Regions from separate parts of the Capra hircus genome. Here region 2 is linked to region 1. Evidence: chromatin contacts called from public Hi-C data. All regions are on one chromosome and are shown on one strand. The core of a region is the stretch at or near the end of the contact, and the rest is flanking DNA. Distances in the headings are between cores, read along the strand shown. Region 1 overlaps ANKRD40 (ankyrin repeat domain-containing protein 40). Region 2 holds the start of SPATA20 (spermatogenesis-associated protein 20).

Region 1 (4,971 bases), core at 1,988-4,487:
TGCTTCTCTAGGGGATGAGAAGTGCATGGCACTTTATCTCCTTGCCCCTTTAGCATTCTGTTCCAGACAGGTCCCCATAACCCATGAGGTCTCCAAGTCATTCATCTTCCTCACTCTGGCTGAAGCTGACTGTGGGAGCACAGAGCAGCCCCGGGCCTACCCCCCGTTTTGAACGTCCCAGGCTGGTAAATGAGATGAGGGGGTAACTTGCTTTTCTGAACAAGCCAATGAAATGTTCATTTTCCTGCAGGTCAGAATTTACCTGGCACGCAGCCTTCAAGGCTTCTGGTCTCCTCTTTCGTTCCTTCAACCTTTATTCTTGGTATAATGTGACTGGTTATGGATGATGTTTTTTTTCCCCTCCATCCTAAATGGTTTTCAGTAGGTGTGGAGATGGCTCCTTTGATCTGATTTTTCTATATGCGTTGGGCCAGGCTGTGCTGCAGGACTATTTGTTAAAGGTTAATCACATTTTTGGGGCTGGCCGTTTCTGCCCAGGATGTTTATGAGTGTACAGAGGAAGACTTCCATCCTTGTGATAAAGCAAGTATAAAAGCACCAAGGCCCAAATTATTCTGCTTCTCCTTGGAGCTAAGAAAAGGTCTTTGCTATGCTTCCTGATTTATCAGGCCAATTTGGCATGACGTATGCTTTGTGAGGCTCTAGCTGCCCCACACCAACAGAAATGCAGATTCATTCGGCATCATTCTCAGCTAAAGATCTGAAAGGCTGTACTTCCTTTCCTATCTTGGAAGTTTGCCTCTGAGCTCACTGAGACCCTGACAGGTGCTGACAGCCCGAAGGAGAGACTCAGTTGCGTAAAGTAAATAGGATAATCAAAAAATGTGGTTAATAGAGGATGGCCTCCATCTAGCGGGCTCAGCTACTCTGGGGAAATGAAGCTGACTGCTGTGAACTTAGAGGAAAGACACCGCACAAAATACCTGTCTCTGGTGCCACTAAGCGCCACCACGGCAGTAGGATGGAGGAGGCTCAGGTGGGGACCAGTTCCTTCTGTTCTTCCACCAGAGGGTTTTATCCCTGAAACTGTTCAACAATTTGAACCCCCTATGATTAGAAGTACAGAGCTGTTTAGGAGGACAAAGTTAAAGAGTAGGGGCTTAGTCAGTTAATATTTAATTTTAATAATACTTATTATGCTTGAACAGTCAGCAGTGCACAAAGTGAATATTTACACACAGTGTGAACACATGCTTTAAATATGCAGTAGAGGAGGCGGGGCGAATTCACAATTAACAAAGCTAAAAAAAAATCCTTGTTATAAATTACACAAAACATATAAAAATATTTCTCTGAATGCATAGATTAAGACTTTAGACTCACCTACCAGCAACTGTGCAGTCTAACTCCACTGCCATACTCAGAGTCAGCTGACCACAGAGGACGTTATAAAAAGGTGCAGTGCAGGGCCCGTCTCTCACCTGTGACTTCCTCAGCCTCCCTTTCTAAGCCCAGGAAATGCCCTGGAGCTACTCCTCGGTAGGCCACCTCCAGCCAGGGACCTCCACTGCTTCTGAGAATCTCTAACTGATCTGGATGGCTAGAAGAGTACTAACCCCAGTGATTTAGACACATGAATTAATACTGAATTTATTTGTTCCAAGATAAAACTAGCCTTAATTGTATCAGTAAATGGTAACTTTTTTCAAAGGTAGAGGGGGAAAAAAAGGTTAGTATTTCTAGCCTCTGCCTGGTTGAAACACAAAGGAAGTTTCTTCTTTAAAGTATTTCAGAGAAAGGGAGTAATAAGTAACCTTTACTCTGCTAGACAAACACTGCACAAAGTGGGTAACTCACCATCAGTAATTAGTGTGTTACAATTAAGTCACTGAACAGTGACTCCCCGTCACAAAGCTGGCCTTGAAAACACCTCAACCTCAGCTCAGCGTTTAGGCAGCAGCAGGAGGCCATTATCTCAGCACAACACTCTTCCACTGACATCTTCTGCACCCTCTCTCTCGATCGTAGTGTTCCAATAAAATTAACCCAGTTAGGAAGTTGAGTTTCTTTGGAAACTATAGGCACTGTGGGGAGAAAGCTTCTTAAGACAGCAGGGATGCTCTTCAACAGCTGGCTTCAAAACCCTGCTCTCCTGTTTGTCTAAGCGTGCTCATTCTTATTTCTAAAGTTAAGCTATTTAGTTCAACAAGACATTGGCTTTTCTTTTTAACATTAATGACAGTGAAGGGAAGGAAAAGAACCCTTAAATGCATTTTTTACAAAAATTCTTATGCCATGCTCAAGAGTTTAATCAGGTGTTTGTTTCCAGAACACAGCCTGGTAGACTCACATTGACTTTGTTAAGTAGGTTAGTGATGGTTGTGGGGGGATCCCTAAGATTAAACAACTTGTTTACAAAAGCAACAGATTTCAGAGTTGTGTAAAAATCTTAATAATTTCAAAATAATCTTTATCTTTGATACAAAAATAAAGATGCTAACTCCTTTAGTTCAGTTTCCCACAATAACCTTTAAAATAGCAACAGATTCTGTCCGGAAAATTGCTTTTCATTTCTAGTGGAAAATGAAAGTGGAGAACATGGACCAGCAATGTTTGTGCTCGTCTCTTTCAGTGAAATTAAACAGAAACGCGAAAGCGAAGACAGAATTGCTTCAGTTTAAAAAAAGAAAAATAGCGGTTGCTCTTTTACAAAGCGTCAGAGAGCCCTCTAGCGACCACAATGGGGAGTTAATGCAGAGATGACTACAAGCAATGGCTAGAGACGGAAGTGCGTACATGAGTGCGTACAATGGAAAAGGTGGGGGGAGGGGAGGCTCTTTTGGTTAACAGCGTATTTACATTAGGTAACTGTATTCTTAAATGCTTTTAACCTGAGTAACATTTATAAATATGCTATGTGAAACCTCACAGCCACAAGTCACACCAAAATTCCTGTGTCCAGCACCTGCGCTTTCCCGTTATCCTCTCTAGTCAGTTCACATTTCAGGAGAGTCGTGAGCATGCAACACCGAGGGGAGCACATCCTGGCCCTTCAGCTTCGCCGTCAACAGGCCCGAAGCAGGCTCTGCTCTCTCTCAGCCTCCGCCTAGACAACCCTCTCACATACTAGAACACTAGTATAGAACCGTTGGCTTCTGCCTCTCCAGGCCACTTCTCAGCTGTTCACAGCTTCAAGCAATAGGTTTGTTGTGCACCAAGAGGCTTGGAAGAGTGGCACCGCTGCTTAGGGGTCAGGGCCTTCCTACCTTGGCAGAATGATGTTAGTGTATACTACGAAGTGGCATCGGGGCCCTCCTTGGGCATCCAAGGCATTTAGATCAATGGCTTGTCCTTGGCCCAGAGGTGATGCACACTGTCACAATACTCAGTAGTAAAAGCTCCTGCTGCATTAGTAAGTCAGTTTTGAAGCTCTCCTATTGTAGCAAGGCCTTTCAGTCAGTGAGGATGCAGCGTTTCTGAACAGAAAATTATTTTCACTTATCATTAAAACCAGTTCCAGCTCTTGAAAATCTTGGAGTCGAGCAACATCTTTGTCCTGAAACAAAAATAGGTTAAATAGATTAAGAAGGGCCACTTGTCTCGATGGTTCTGGTGTTCTGTGTTGAAACCAGTGATAGTGCAGGAAAATCCCCAGGAGCACGAACTAGGTTAAAATGTAGAAGCCCTCAGTAGCAGCTGTTGCTCCAAGATGAGCACACCATGAGGCGTAGTGCAGGGGTGTTTTCCTCAGGTGCCCTGAGAAGCCAGAAGCCTGACATTCAGGGAACCCAGGGATGTTGGGAGGGTCACACATGTGCCTATATGGATGTGCCCTGTAATTAAGCCTGGTTCTTATGTTATAAAGCACAAGGCACATCTGATGGTATACTAAGGTAATCCTTACAGATCACTACAGAGAAACAACTTGTATAAATGCTAGTATCTCCATAGGCCCAATAGAGGAAAGAAAGCTCAATGGAAGACCACCCTTTACTTTTTTTCTATTCTTTTCTCATTTCTTTAACTATGACTCACATACCCCAAGAGGAAAGTACATATTTTCCAAATGGAAAAATCAACCACGTAACAGACCTTTCTTACCTTTCTTACCAGAGTATTGGGTAACTTTCTGATCTTCTCCACTTGATCAGGATTAACACCCAGCTCACAGCAACTCACTCTGAGCAGCTCTTGGTAGGTGAGCTCCTGTCGGTCCAGTTCAATTTCAATGAAATCATTTTCTCTAAGAGATGGGTTCTGAATCCTCACCTTGAGTACCAGCTCTAGGGAAAAGGGGAAGAAGCATTAATGAATCATTCTGGCATAGTTAGCTGATGCAATTTAAAATCTTTTCCAGAAGATGGTTACTGTTAATCATGCCCTGTGCTGAAGACCTATGCCACCCAACAAGAAAACCAAGCACAATCAGTGTAGTTTGCTCAGGCTCAATTCTGGCTCTGCTGGTGCAGGTGCCTGCATTGTCCTCCTATATCTAACACTGTGGTTCATAAAGTAAATGAACTTTTACTTTATGCAGCAGAAGGAAATAGTGGACAACCATCCCAACTGTACAGAAGGATACTTTACTTCTGCTACTGGAGCTAAGCAGGTAAAGGCTTGAGAATGGGTTTGGGTATCAAACTACACATAAGCAGGGTATGGGGAAGAGAAGAGAAAAGGCAGCATGGAAAGATATGGTACAAGAGTTACTCTACAAAGATATAACAATTGTGGATCTAAAGATATTTATGAGATGTGAAAATCCTTGCAATAAACACAGTACAGGAGCAAAAAGATAAGCTACTAATAAAAATGAAGTCTAACTGTGATTTAAATGCCTTACTTTAATAAGGGAAGAATCTTGGCTTTGGGAGTAAACAAAGACCATTATTCTTGGGTCTGGGATCTAAACAGTCTGCCCCTAAATTCTGAGCCTGGCTGCAAAGCAGGCTGAAGCTAAGCACATGTGTGCTTTTGGTAGTTCTGGTTGCTCTATATATGGCATCCCTG
Region 2 (5,425 bases), core at 1,415-3,914, 140 kb before region 1:
AATAACTTAACCTCTCTATGACTGCGCCTCCATTTCCTTATTTGTCAGATGAGGACAAGGGTTCCTTACTCATTAAGTGGTTGTGTGGTTCCTCCCAGGCCAGTGTCCAGTTCAGCCCAGGGTCCACCCAGTTCAGAGACTCACCTTGAGGAATGAATCTGCTACATCCGTCATTCCTGGTTTTGCCAGGCAGTACCCAGACCCATCTGTCTTCTGTACAAATCTGGGAGATCTCCATCCTTCTTGGTCACTGACCCACATTTCACCCTTCCTCAACCTGGGTCTCCTCTTGTTAACTGGCTCTCCCTGTGGACACCACTTATGTGAGGATTCCCAAGGGGTGCTATTTTGCCTCCCACCAAAAGGAAGTTGGTAATCTGGCTCCTTATCTTGCTCTGGACCATCTTCTGCCTGGCAGACCCCTCCCGCCTTGGAAGTTAGAACCACTGGGCGTCCTGCCTCCTCCCACAGGGGGCTGTGCTCCACCTCATTCTTGCCATGCTCTAGCCTTGGCTCATGGTCTTCTCACCTAAATCTTGCTCAATCTTGTATGACTCCACTATCCAAGACGATGACCTCACCTCACCACCCCTTGACCTCTCAGCTGCTCCCACATCTGGTCACATTTTGGGGCTTGTCATCATCCCAGATTCCTCCACATTAAAGGCAGACTTCCTGTTCTCTGATCTTGACCTCATTCCTTCCAGGAAGCATGCACACCAGAGTCTCCCACCTGCGGACACTTCCATCACCCCACTATCCCAGTTTCTCAGAGATCTCTCTCCTCCAGGTCATCAAAAGCTTTCTCTCAACTGAATCCTTCCCATGATATTTGTCATAATTAATCTCATCCCTCTTGAGAGTGTCTTTCCATCTCTCCCCTCACATCAAGTGCCCATCATCTCTATGTCCTCTTTCCCCTCCCTCCTGAGCCCGCTCCTGTCAGCCTCACCTCCTGGAACACATCTGCTATGTCCACCAATGGCCTCCACGTTGCTGAAGCTACTGGACCTTTTTTGGTCCCGTCCCAGTCAGCTTCTCTGAAGTCTGACTCTCCCTCCCTGCCACTCTGTTCCTTTGAGACAACACCCTCTCCTGGTTTTCCCACGACCCTCTGTGTCTTGAGTTCATCAAGGCCAAGTATGAGCCCGAGCCTCTCCCTGCGGTCACCCTGGGTGATCTCTTCTGTGCCCACACCGTCTCTGCACTGAACACCCACTTTGCTTCCTCTCTCCCACCAGCTCCTTCTCTGCATTCCTGAGCCTGCCATCTTCACACATACATCTCAAGGTCATCTCAAACCAACACATCCAAACAGGACCTCTTGAGCCCCCAACCTGACCCTCTCCCAGTGCCCCCTACCAGCCCCATTCTGCACTTCACTCTTGACACCGCCCCCCATAGGCAATCCTGATGATGTTTCCTTTTCTGCTGACCTCAAGTCTACCACCTTCCCTCCATCTCTACCTTGGCGTAGTGCAGACCTCCCAGAGCTCTCCTCTGGGTCCTGCTATGGCCTTTGAACCCTTCTGCTTCCACTCGTGCCTCTTTACAGTCCATTCACCACCAGAAAGCTGGAGGGACCTTTCCAAAATGCAAGGTCACTCCCTCGACTAAAGCCCTTCCACAGCTTTCTTCTGCTCTCATCAGTAACCAAACTCCTGCTCACAGTTCAGAACCTGGCCCCGGCCCTCCTCCCTCTCTACGTCACCACCTCATCGGCGCCTCTCTGTGCTGGCTTCTGCAGCACCTCAGCCCTGCCTCACTGCTGTGCCACAGGGTCTTTGCACATCTGTTCCCCCTGCTTCCCCAGCATGTCCCCCAAGTCCTTTCCAGATTGCATCCTCTTGTTCTTCGAAGGCTGCTACACAAATGTGATTTCCTTAGGAAGGCCCTCCCCATCCTCTCTCCCACCAGACCAGTTTCCTTGTGATACCTAGTCATGGCACGTCTCACAGTGGGTGGTTGTACATTAATCTGTATAGCTGTTGGATTAGTTTTTGCCTTGCTCATCAGACTGTGAGTAACACAAGGATGGGATGGCTTGGTTTCTCTCTGCCCACTGTTGTACCTAGCAGAGTGTCTCATGGGCACTCAATAAATGTTGACTAAGGGTAGTAAATGAGACTCATAAAATACCTGATAACACCTGAAAGTTGGTTCAGTATTATTATTTAGGGAAGGCTTCCTGAGGGGGTGGGGTTTGAGCAGGACCTTCAGGTGAGGGGGCAGAGCAAAGGCGAAGCTCCCAGTTTGGATGGCCTGGAAAAGCCACGCCTTTGCCTCTCACCTCATTTCTCCTTTGTAAAACGGACAAAGTTGGACAAAATGACCGGAGGCTCTGGCTTTCCATGGCCCTGGCATCCTTACAGCCTCCATATTCTCCGTAAGAGGGTTACCTCCCCGCAGGCCCTGATTTATGTCCTATCGAGTCCACCCAGTTTTTTGCACAGACCTGTGTCCTCCTATGGGCTGCCGTCTATGGGGTCGCACAGACTCGGACACGACTGAAGCGACTTAGCAGCAGCAGTGTCCGCCTAAGCCCCAGTATACGGTCTGCAGTCCTGTGATCGGCCACCGAGCGGCGCTCAGAGACCAGCCTGCTGCCGGCCTTATCGGCGAAGACACTCCCGCGGCCGGTTCGGCGCCTGGGTCGGCCCGTCGCAGCTTCCCTCCCGCCATCCCTTCCTGTCCGCAGCGTCCGGGCCGACCGCCACCAGCAGCCATGCTGGGCGCGCGGGCCTTACGGTGCCGGTGCCGCGGCTTCCTGCTGCCCGGGGCCGGGCCAGTCCTCGCCTTGAGCTGCAGGTACGGGCGGCCGAGGAGCACGCTTCAGCATCCGGTGCCTGCAGAGCCCTGCGGTCAGTTGTCCTGGCGCTGGTCCCCTGTGTCTGCCCGGTCACCTCCCCACCCCATGCCTGCCTTCCCCCAAGACTAGGGCCAGCTCCTCCGACCGGGCTCAGACAGTAATCCTCTCCTCCCTCCCTCCCCTCCAGCTGCAGGGCTCGGCTTGCGCCAGGAACTCTGTTCTGACACCATCTCCAGGAAGCCTTCCTTGAACCCCAGTGCTGGGCCAAGGGTCCTTGTCCAACAGCACCCTGGGCTGGCTTGTCACAGCCCTCGATGCTGCAAGGGCTTGTCATTACTTAGGCCTGCCCCACCCATGCTGCCCTCCCAGGCTGAGCTCCCTGAGATCAGAGCCAGCTACTGATTCTTTGAGGGTTATGCGGGTCTGGCACAGGACCTGGCCCCCCAGAAGTGCCCACTGGATGGATGTTGAGTGAGGGAGTCCCTGATGCCAAATGAATTTCTTCTCCTTGCCCCTCATCTGGCCCAGTCCTACACACAGCAGCCAGCAGCCTTCCTGCCCAGATCATATACCCAGGCAGGCATGCCAGAAATACCTCCAGCACAGTCACCCTGGGTGGGGCCCGGTGAGGGGAGAGAATGGAGCCTGAAGGACCATTCCACCCATTGTGACTCGCCCTGACTTCACAGTCATCATCGTTCCCATCACCAGGTCGGAGAGGTTGGGGGAGACTAACCTGGCAGGGAGCCCCCAATGAACCACCTTTCTTCACCCCCCCAAAAACACAAGGGGGAGCACAAAGGCCACGGTCTCCCCCGTGGTTCAGAAAGGTGGGTTGGGCTGGGAGCAGGGGGTTCCAGGAGAGTTCCACGAGGCGTGAGGGGTGGGGGGTGGGGTGGTCAGGTGGGCCTCTGGGCTGGGTATAGGTGGAAGCAGTGGAGACTCCTGGTCTGACTTGCCTGACCCACCTGCCCACACCAGGGGTAGCTCCTCCCGGGACAAGGACCGAAGTGTGACGGTCAGTAGTTCAGTGTCCATGCCTGCTGGAGGGAAGGGGAGCCGGACTAACTGCTCTCAGTCCACGCCCCAGAAGGTCCCCAACCGCCTGATCAATGAGAAGTCACCATACCTCCTGCAACATGCTTACAACCCTGTGGACTGGTGAGTCCTCTCCTGATGCCCTCCTGGGCAGCTAGATCCTCAATCTTCTTACTGGCCCCCTCCGGAGCTAGTGAGTGATGCCCCACTCTACTGGCCTTAGGTACCCCTGGGGACAGGAAGCCTTCGACAAGGCCAAGAAAGAAAACAAGCCAATTTTTCTTTCAGGTACTGCATCCACCATTCCAGGGATGGGTGCAGGGGACTGGTGGTAGATAGGGGATGGCTCCTTTGGGCCTGGGGCCTTCCAGGAAACTAGATGCTAGGGCATCATAGGCCCAGCTGGAGTCCTTTGGCTGCCCCTCTCTGACCAGCCACTGGTCCTCCCTGGCCCCCATGGCCCTATTCCAGTGGGGTACTCCACCTGCCACTGGTGCCACATGATGGAAGAGGAGTCCTTCCAGAATGAGGAGATTGGCCGCCTGCTCAGTGAGGACTTTGTCAGTGTGAAGGTGGACCGGGAGGAGCGGCCTGACGTGGACAAGGTGTATATGACCTTTGTGCAGGTGAGTGGTCTTCCCTTGGTTGGGTGGTTGACCGTGTACATGGGGCTGCTCCCCTCACCCTTGCCCTCTCTCTGCCAGGCCACCAGCAGTGGTGGGGGCTGGCCCATGAGTGTGTGGTTGACTCCCAACCTACAGCCCTTTGTGGGGGGCACCTATTTTCCCCCTGAGGATGGCTTGACCCGAGTTGGCTTCCGCACGGTGTTGATGAGGATACGGGACCAGGTGGGTAGGCACTGGGGAATAGAGGGGGCCAGGGGTCAAGGGTGAGGGAAGCAAGGGGCCCTCACCCCATGCTGACCTCCAGGTCTGCCCCTGCCTCCCGCAGTGGAAACAGAACAAGAGCACCCTGCTAGAGAACAGTCAGCGGGTCACCACGGCTCTGCTGGCTCGGTCGGCGATCAGCATGGGTGACCGCCAGCTGCCACCTTCCGCTGCCACCATGAACAGCCGCTGCTTCCAGCAGCTGGATGAGGGCTATGATGAGGAGTATGGTGGCTTTGCCGAGGCCCCCAAGTTCCCCACACCAGGTCGATGCCCCCTGCCCCATGCCCACTCCAGCCCTGGCCTGGCCTTCCGAAGCCGACCCTAGTCAATGATCTCTTCTGACTCCTGTCTTGGTTATTAACTTCCCACTCTCCTGTCTGGCCAGTGACCGCCTAACCCCATCCTGCCTGTCAGTAGCTATCTAGTGAAGCTCTGACTTTTGGTCTTAGCAGGGACTCTCTCTGATGCTGACCTTGGTGATTATCATCTGTCCTCTGGGTTGACCTAGCCTATCCAGAGAGACTGCCTATTGAGTAAACCCCTAACTCTTCGCCTGGCCAAAGTCCTGATCACCCAGATCTCGGCCCCCTGCCCTTCCTATTCTCTAACCTGCGTATTCTTGGTGTCCGCAGTGATCCTGAGTTTCCTGTTCTCCTATTGGCTCAGCCACCGGCTAACCCAGGATGGC

The links. A called contact is a pair of places that touch in the nucleus more often than the background predicts.
Region 2: a contact with region 1 is called in a Hi-C map of blood, with 2.8 times the contacts expected there. The contact joins the promoter of SPATA20 here to the enhancer-like site in region 1. A contact is called at or near these places in 2 of 5 Hi-C or Micro-C datasets (blood and liver).

What each region holds. Positions count from the first base shown.
Region 1 is chr19:35,684,062-35,689,032 of ARS1.2, reverse strand. ANKRD40 (ankyrin repeat domain-containing protein 40) reads right to left here. Exons shown (of 5, transcript XM_018064860.1): 4 at 4,063-4,244; 5 at 1,122-3,517. The coding sequence ends at 3,371. Among named protein-coding and RNA genes, the nearest start is that of ANKRD40, 15 kb to the right of the region's middle. Within about 2 kb of position 3,237, at least 1 of the 5 cell types and tissues checked has an H3K27ac peak or open chromatin away from gene starts, as enhancers often do.
Region 2 is chr19:35,818,967-35,824,391 of ARS1.2, reverse strand. SPATA20 (spermatogenesis-associated protein 20) reads left to right here and starts at 2,664. Exons shown (of 16, transcript XM_018064874.1): 1 at 2,664-2,808; 2 at 3,791-3,970; 3 at 4,071-4,135; 4 at 4,319-4,473; 5 at 4,552-4,695; 6 at 4,778-5,000; 7 at 5,370-5,425. The coding sequence starts at 2,726. EPN3 (epsin-3) reads left to right here. Exons shown (of 10, transcript XM_018064876.1): 10 at 1-18.